3 separate regions of the Sus scrofa genome follow, and regions 1 and 2 are each linked to region 3. The links are chromatin contacts, called in public HiChIP or PLAC-seq maps. All regions are on one chromosome and are shown on one strand. The core of a region is the stretch at or near the end of the contact, and the rest is flanking DNA. Distances in the headings are between cores, read along the strand shown. Region 1 has its middle 76 kb from the start of MAP3K20. Region 2 holds the start of MAP3K20 (mitogen-activated protein kinase kinase kinase MLT). Region 3 overlaps MAP3K20 (mitogen-activated protein kinase kinase kinase MLT).

Region 1 (2,700 bases), core at 179-2,678, 220 kb after region 3:
CCAAGTCCATCTACTTTGCTATCTTGTCTCCTCATCTCCAGCAGAGTTTCATCTGCCCTGATCTGCATTTCTATAGATAACCTTCTAAAATTCCTTCAGCATTTTTACTACCTCCTTTTTGAACCAGGAGTCTAATAGACTGGTGAGGGCAATTTGATTTTTTGTTCTTTCAAGGGAATTCTCTTATTCTTTTAAGTGAAACTAGTAGTTCCTCTGCTCCTTCATTTTACTTGTATTTCTCTGACCCCATGATTTTGGAGAGACAGTTTTCTACTGTGGTCTTAGTGGGTTGTTTTTATGTGGGGGCATCCCTGTTTAGCCTGCATGAGTCTAACATTTTTGGTGTAAATGCTGAGGGTTTTTTTTTTTTTTTTTTTTTTTGCCATGCCTTGAGGTAGAAGTTCCCAGGCCAGGTATCAAATCCTTGCTACAGCAGTGACTGGAGCCACAGCAGTGACAATGCCAGATCATTAACATGCTAGGCCACCAGGGAACTCTTCAAGTGCTGTTTTTGTTTGTTTGTTTGTTTGCTTGCTTTTTAGGGCTCCACTTATGGCATAAGGAAGTTCCCAGACTAGGGGTCAAATAGGAGCTATAGCTGCCAGCCATAGCCACAGCCACAACCACAGCCACGTGGGATCTGAACTGAGTTTGTGACCTACACCGTAGCTCATGACAACGTCAGATCCTTAACCCCACTGAGCAAGGCCAGGGATCGAACTCTTATTCTTATGGATACTAGTGGGGTTCACTAACTGCTGAGCCCCACAAATGGAACTCCAAATACTGTTTTTTTTTTTTTTGTTGTTTTTTGTTTTTTGTCTTTTTGCCATTTCTTGGGCAGTTCTCACAGCATAAGGAGGTTCCCAGGCTAGGGGTCGAATCGGAGCTGTAGCCTCCAGCCTACGCCAGAGCCACAGCAATGGGGGATCTGAGCCATGTCTGCAACCTACACCACAGCTCACGGCAATGCCGGATCGTTAACCCACTGAGCAAGGGCAGGGACTAAACCCGCAACCTCATGGTTCTTAGTCGGATTCGTTAACCACTGTGCCATGACGGGAACTCCCAAATACTGTTTTTAATATGAATGCTTGCTATATCTTTCCTCTTTGTGTGCTGGCCATTGTCTCCTTGATAGGGGGTGTGATTGTTGTGGTGACCAGAGTGTGCGCTAAATGTTGAGCAGGGCCTCCTCTTTGCTTTGTGGCTGTCACAGCCCTGATGGGAGGAGGGTTTCCTCTCCAGTTGTCGGAGTAGAAACCCCCAGATCTGGTTCTAAACTTCATTGTCAGCTGGGTGGGACTAGAGTGCTCCCTTTGGGAGAGAAGCCACTGAGTATTCTTCTGCAGGAGTCCGTAAGGAACTGTGCTCTGTAGCCCAGTGTGTGGGCTCAGAGAGTACACTTTGTTGGCACTGCCCTCAGCCTTTCTTCAGCTGTCGGGACACTGGCAATAGGCCTAGGTGTCCCTCAAGTCCTCTGCTCATAAAACTGCTGCCTAAGAGCCCTTGAAGCTTGGCACAGGACCGTCACAGTTGTACACCTTCACCTGCCATGGCAACTACAGGAATTAGCTCAGAGCCTGGCCTCTTTCCCTATGTGCCCACCCACAAAGCCTGTTGCTAACACTGGGCCCACCCCAGCCAAGGGAGCACCAATAATCTGCTCAGATGTCCTGCAGGTGCTGCACTTACAAAGCTACCAGCTGTGTGAATCCATTCAAGTTGCACAGCCTCTGGTAATTGGCTCAGATTTCAGCTCCATCTCTGCGTGTGGGCAACCCATAGGTGCGAGGTGCCCCCGTAATATGTAGAGGTGGAGCTGTGTCTGCTGTGAGCATGCCAAAAATGGGGCTTGCTATTTTGGGGTCCTGCCCTTCCCTTCACACACAGGCACGTGTGAACAATGTGGCTTTTATGGAGTACCCAGGCTCTGTACTACACACCCTCTAACCATTCCCTGGGATGTGGCCCTCTAGTCCCTTCAGTCTATCTCCATGCAGCCAACTCCAGTCCTCTCTAGGGTCTGTTAAAGGACAACTATTGTTCCACTTACATGAGGTAATTCCAAATCCATACATGTGGAGTAGTAGTTTCCAGGGGCTGGAGGTGGGGGGCGGGGAGGGGGGGAGTGGGGAGCTATTGTTTAATAGTTTCAATATAGATGGTGAAGGAATTCCCATCGTGGCTCAGTGGTTAACGAATCTGACTAGGAACCATGAGGTTGCAGGTTCAATCCCTGGCCTTGCTCAGTGTGTTAAGGATCTGGCATTGCTGTGGCTGTGGCGTAGGCCGGCAGCTATAGCTCCAATTAGACCCCTAGCCTGGGAACCTCCATGTGCCGTGGGAGCAGACCTAGAAAAGATAAAAAGACCAAAAAAAAAAAAAAAAAAAAGGTGGTGAAAAAGTTTTGGAGATGGATAGTGGTGATGGTTGCACAACAGTGGGGAGGTACTTCATGCCACTGAACAGTATACTCAAAAAGGGTTAGAATGGTAAATTTGCACTAAATGTATTTTACACAACAAAAAATTAAAAAGTGGCCCAGTGTAGACCAAGTAAAGAGGAGGATCCATTATCTGGGTTCACCACTGGTTTTTAATATTTGCCGTTACGGACCATTCCCTCTGCCCCCCTACCTTTACGTCTGCATAATAATTAGTTAAAGAATTAGGGATGACATGTGTCCTCAACAGTGAA
Region 2 (2,700 bases), core at 146-2,645, 140 kb after region 3:
AAACAAAAAACGACATGAAATTTCATTGTGGAGATGGGCCTATCACAAAGAAGACATTAACGTCTTGAATCACTTGTTTACTTTCTGTCTAAATGTCTGTAGGTTTGGTCCCACTGAATTCTGGCTGTTCAACTGACATCAGGAAAGCATAAAACGGCTTTAGGGTTAAAATATGAATATACTTTAACAACCACCTTAGCTCAAAAATCATCGAATTAGTTCTGTAAGTTGATTCTAATACACTACCATTCATGAGAAGCTGCGTATTGTAATATCATTGGAATAGACCACTAAATGGTGCTGCTTTCATTATTAAAGAAACCAACAAAAATAGTAATTAAGTTTCCCCATAAACAGTGCTTATGCAAGACCCGGAGGCGCATCAGAAACATACATTTTCAGCAATCTAACAACGACTGCCCCATTTTGTAGGCAATTCGATGCCTTCCGACCAGTTTTGGATTAAAGTTTTCCTGCAAGCTGTCAGGAGCCGGCGAGGCGTGGCGGCCGCCTCAGCCTGCACCTCCGGGCCTGGTGCATGTCTCCAAGCCCAGGAACCGGGGAACGCCATCGGGTCGGCAAATGAGCCGCCCCCGCGCCCGCCGAAGGAACACGGGACACTTGAGGTGAGGGAGGGCACGAGGACCACGGTGCCCCGAGCAGAGCCGGCGCGGCCGCTCTCGGAGGGACGCGGGCTCCCGGCCGACCCACAGGAAAACTGAAGTTAGTGGGCTCGCCTCGCACGCAAGAACCTCTGCTGGGAAGCGGCCTGCGCCCTGCTCTGATTTGGGAGACGCTCGCCTCACCTCCGGAGAGACGCTCGGGTCACCCCCAGCGAGACTAGCGTCCCGGCGTCCGAAGGGCGCCCCACGCCCGCGCCGCGCTCCGGGGGCCGAGACCGCCCCGGACGCTCCCGCTGCGCCTTGCTCTTCCGGGCGTCAACTTCTGCGTGGGACCCGCGCAAAGTTCCCGATCTGCTCCCAGCCGCGCAACGCCGCGAGAGCAGGGGACGCCGGCTCCAGGTCGGGCAGGGGTGTCCGGTGGGGGCCCCGATCCCGACAAGGCCTGGGCCCGCGACGCCGGGACGATTCGCGATCGCGGCGGGCCTGCCCCGCACCCGCTCCCCCACAGCCTCCGGCCTGGTCCCCTACCTGGCTCCCGGGCCGGACGCGAGCAGCAGCCGGGGGCGCCGAGGCCCCGCACACGGCCAGGGCACGGGCGGCGACCGGGGTCGAGAGGACGGCGGCCGGCGCGGCTTCCACGCTTCCGCCCGAGTCAGGAGTTGAACATTCCGCCTCTCCGCCCGGCGCCAATGAGGGAGACAGTCACGGCAACAGCACCACCTACCTCCCAGCGAGGAAAGGCCGGGCCTTCCTGCCGGTGCCCCGCACACCCACCGGCCGGGCCGCAGAGCAGAGGCGCCCGAAAGCCAGCCGGGCGGGGGCGGGCGCTTGGGCTCCCCGGCTGCATCCTGAGGACACCTTGCTGCCGCCCTCAGATGGCACCCCTATCGTGGGGAAGCGGGGAGAGGGCTGTGCCTCTGCACCCCTTTATGTCTTCACATCTTTTTAACGACATAACACTCATATGTCTTCCCTCCACTCATCCTTAGCAACAAACATTTACCGTGAAAAGGGCGCTGGGATGCAAAAAGGTGGGAGGCTGCTTCGTGCCCAACGGAAGTTAATTATCTACTTGGGAAGGGGACCGACGTACAGATATTTCGGAGGAGATAGGGCTGAAGGCCGCCTTAGTAGAACCATCAAGATACCACGGAATTTTGAGAAGGGGTCATGGTCTGCTGCCCTGGTTGGTGACTTTAGCAAAGCCAAGTTCAGATGAGGAGACTAGACTCCATTCCAGGTATGAGCAAAAGTGGAAATCAGTACGAGGGCGGAGAAGTCATGGTCGAGTAGAGGATTTCTGGTTCTGTGGAGGAAACAGAAGAAGAGTTTGCAAAGGTATGGCCAGCGTGATCCAGGGCTTTGAGCTTGAATGTTACCATCTATGGACATTGGAGAACTGTGCAAAGTTGGGATCAAAGGGGTAAAATAGGCTTTTGTGATTTTTGTTTTAATGGTGATTTCCAGAGGCAGAATTCAGTCCAAGATGGCTGTAGGATGGGTTGCTAAGACAAAACTAGGAAGCATCATATTGTCACTACTTGGTCGTGGGATTGTGAGGGCTTGAATTGGCGTGCACAAAATAGAATTAGGAAAGAGGAAAGGGACTTGAGAGACATGCTTCAGGAAGAGGCCACGGAAATTGGTGAGCCACTAGATGTGGAAGAGAAGAAGAAAGTCAGAGATGATGCCAAGATTTTCAGACCTGAGTGACTGGAAGAATGATGGTGTCACTGACAGAAATAGAGATCGGTGGAGTAGGAACTGGCTTCCTGTTGAGTTTGAGGTCATGGGAGGAAAAACCGATAGAGATGCAGCAGTTGAAATAGGAAACTGATTCTGAAAAGAGCTCAGGAGGGAAATATAAAATTTGTAAATCGTTCATCTAGTTGAAGATATGGAAGTGGGGAGATGAGTGAATAGAGGTTTAAAAAAAAACATTTTCTAGTCTGTGATTCAGATTAATATTTGAATTTTCCCTTTGATAAGGACTAGGAATTTAGCATTCTTTTTGGGGAACTGATAAATTAGGATTGACAAAAATTGTCATGCTAAAAAAATTTCCTGATGCAGGTAA
Region 3 (2,894 bases), core at 21-2,520:
GCTGTCATCAGGTTTTAAGTCTAAATTTACGTTCTGAGAGTTGGAGGTTCTTTCCCTCGAGTTTCTGTGAGAAAAGCAACAGTCATGAGAGAAAGAGAGAGAGAGGCGGGGAGAGGAGGGGGAGAGGGAGCAGAGTGAGGGAGGCGGGAGGGCGGAGAAGGCACAGAGGGCTGGTAGATGCAGAAGAAGGCGGGGATGGGAGAGGAGCGGGCTGGAGATTAACTGCTGGGCCAACAGCTGCTTCCGGAGCCTGCAGGTCAGACGGTGCGATTCTGGCTGAGACCTTGACTACAGAAGGCAGCAGCCCCCAGATCTAAGTTAATGAATCTCTGCAGCCAAAGTCTGCCTTTTTATGTCCAGGGAAAAATCCCAATAAGTGGACAGCTTATCCCAATGCCTTTGTGGATGAGAAGTAAATAAATGAAAACCAAAAGGCTCTGGTGTTAATTGGCAAAACCCCACTCAGGGAACAGCTACTGAGGTGGATCTGGAATTAGGCCCCGTGTTTTACTTCCCTGACTGTCTGCAAAGAATCTCAGAGCAACAGAGGCAGGAATGTATGTGCAAAAGCATCTGCTATCAACCCTCTGTCCCTTTGATTGGTGCCATTTGAAAATTATATAGCCATATAAGTCACACTAGAGTCCCTAAAGAAAGGTACTAAGTCAGCAACCTTTCAGAATTATGACTATCATAAAATCCAAACTTGACCCCTGATATTTCTGACAAAAATATTATGCCCACCTGTACACAAGTTTGTTTTTATTTTTCAAATGGCGGATTGAGGGGGAAAGAAAAGCTCAGGGTGAAAAACCCTAAGTTAAACTTTTCTAACAGAAAGGAAAGAAGGAACGAGCCATCTTCAGTAAAGGGGAGGGTGAGAGGATTTTCTGTCATGGCGCAGCGGAAACGAGTCCGACTAGGAACCAAGAGGTTGCGGGTTCGATCCCTGGCCTTGTTCAGTGGGTTAAGGATCCGGTGTTGCCGTGAGCTATGGTGTAGGTGGCAGATGCGGCTTGGATCTGGCGTGGCTGTGGCTGTGGCTATGGTGCAGGCTGGCAGCTGTAGCTCTGATGAGACCACTAGCCTGGGCACCTCCATGTGCCATGGGTGCGGACCTAAAAGGACAAAAAAGACAGAAAAAGGAAGGCGGGGGGGGGTGTGAGAAAAGGAGGCGGCAGAGTCCGCCTGGCTCAGCAGGAGACAGCAGGGGCCTGGGCTGCTGCCTGGGGTGCTTTTGCCAATCCCGGTCCCAACTCTCCTGCCAGGGAGACTGAGCTCACTGATGTTCTTTTTGATCAAAGTAAATGGCCAACACATTCAATTTCATCTGTAACTTAAGCCAAGCACTCGTCTCAAGTTCCAGCTCTGAGAGCCCACTCTGATTTTGAGCCCTTCTGGAAAGGAGATCCACAGTTAAGTAAGCTGAGGGCTGTGATACAGAAAAACAAACACTGAATAAAAACGATTCCCCCCACCCCCCGCCTCGCCCATGCCCAGGGATCTTGACAGCAGAGGTCCAGGTTCTATGCCCCAAACCCGGAGAGCAACACAGAGACAGCTGCTCCCCTGGCTGTTCCTGCTGTTTTTCTTGATGCATTGTTTTGCACCAAATGAACTGGCTGCTGCACTTATATAACGTTCCTGTTCTAAAAATATAGTTTAAGTGTTTTAGCTGATGAAAATTACGGTTTTTCTCTTAAGCCAAATCCAACCAAGGTTGACTTCAACCTGTTTCAATTTTCCATATGTCAAAAACAGGCATGAACTATATTTCTCCTCTTTTATTCGATGGAAACTTACTCTGGAATAAAAGATCAATTCATAAGAACAGCTGTATCACATTCAGTACATGAGAAACAGATCATATGTGTGTCAAATTCAGTGTTACACATTAAATGATCTGTGTTAAAACTCACATTGCAAAGATTAATTTTTAAAAAATTTGTGTTTTGTTTTTAAGGACATATGCCACAGTGAGAGTATTTTGATCACCCAGAAAGAACACAACCAACAGAGAGAGGCCTGGATGCTCTATCAAAGCTCCACAGGGCTTCCTCAGCGCAGGGACCACAGGTCTGCAGACAGTTGCAGGGGGCAATGAGAACTGACAACAGGACCAAGAGGACCACGCATTTTCTATTCGCAACACTCGGGGCCACTATTGCTAGTAAGGCAATAGGAAGAGAAACAAGCTAAAGATGTGATAAGCCAGGAAAGGTCTGACGCTCAGTTTTCCTTCCTATTATTTATTAGGTCAAAGAAAAGGACCAAGTTTATGGGATCTGTAATAACCTAGTTTTAAAAGGGGGTCTCAGAATAATCATGTAATTTTCTAAGACTCGACGTTCCATCTGGTTTATGTGGAGAGGAAACTCCGCCAGCAAACAAGCATCTGCCAGAAATGCCAGAGCAGGACTGGAGGCCGACTTCACTGAGACACCAGCTTCCTACACACACTTTGGACCCTAAACACCCGATTTCAGACACCAGATAAAAGTCGGGGGAAAAGTTGAGGACCGAATGTGTTGTCCTTTGAAATATCCAGATGGCCTGACAAATATTTACTTCTTTCTGGCACATGGCATGTTGAGTGGGATAGCCATACCTAAAACCATCAGGCCTGTAGTACCTCTCTTTGCTAGAAGGGAATCTGGTCACGTGAACGCTGCGTGCTAACGAACAGGCGGCATGACACTGGCCCAAGTCCAGGGACAGCTCCGAACAGCGAGTGTGCCAGCACAGGCCTGAGGGATCAGGCCACCTGGGTTCCAGTCCTGGCTCTATCTTGGGCAGGTGGTCCAACCTGTCCACAGTCTTGGTTTCTGTATCTGAGGTCTAAGTCAGGGATGTGAGGTGGATTAAAAGAGATAATCCAAAGAAAGTACAAGAAT

What was found. HiChIP or PLAC-seq counts read pairs in DNA pulled down with a chosen protein or histone mark.
Region 1: a contact with region 3 is called in an H3K27ac HiChIP or PLAC-seq map of skeletal muscle. The contact joins two enhancer-like sites. A contact is called at or near these places in 3 of 47 Hi-C or Micro-C datasets (heart right ventricle, retroperitoneal adipose tissue and skeletal muscle) and 2 of 2 datasets of contacts at active chromatin or transcription factors (alveolar macrophages and skeletal muscle).
Region 2: an H3K27ac HiChIP or PLAC-seq map of skeletal muscle shows a contact between it and region 3. The contact joins the promoter of MAP3K20 here to the enhancer-like site in region 3. A contact is called at or near these places in 2 of 5 promoter capture datasets (fetal skeletal muscle and liver), 21 of 47 Hi-C or Micro-C datasets (alveolar macrophages, brain, embryonic fibroblasts and 11 more) and 2 of 2 datasets of contacts at active chromatin or transcription factors (alveolar macrophages and skeletal muscle).

What each region holds. Positions count from the first base shown.
Region 1 is chr15:79,097,204-79,099,903 of Sscrofa11.1, reverse strand. No RefSeq gene overlaps it. Among named protein-coding and RNA genes, the nearest start is that of MAP3K20, 76 kb to the left of the region's middle. Within about 2 kb of position 1,428, at least 2 of the 83 cell types and tissues checked have an H3K27ac peak or open chromatin away from gene starts, as enhancers often do. A contact at or near this core is called in skeletal muscle, where this site is marked.
Region 2 is chr15:79,173,208-79,175,907 of Sscrofa11.1, reverse strand. It overlaps MAP3K20 (mitogen-activated protein kinase kinase kinase MLT), which reads right to left and starts at 1,395. Exons shown (of 20, transcript XM_013990583.2): 1 at 1,152-1,395.
Region 3 is chr15:79,317,172-79,320,065 of Sscrofa11.1, reverse strand. All of the region lies in intron 10 of MAP3K20 (mitogen-activated protein kinase kinase kinase MLT), which reads right to left. Among named protein-coding and RNA genes, the nearest start is that of MIR9826, 76 kb to the left of the region's middle. Within about 2 kb of position 1,270, at least 9 of the 83 cell types and tissues checked have an H3K27ac peak or open chromatin away from gene starts, as enhancers often do. A contact at or near this core is called in brain, fetal skeletal muscle and skeletal muscle, where this site is marked.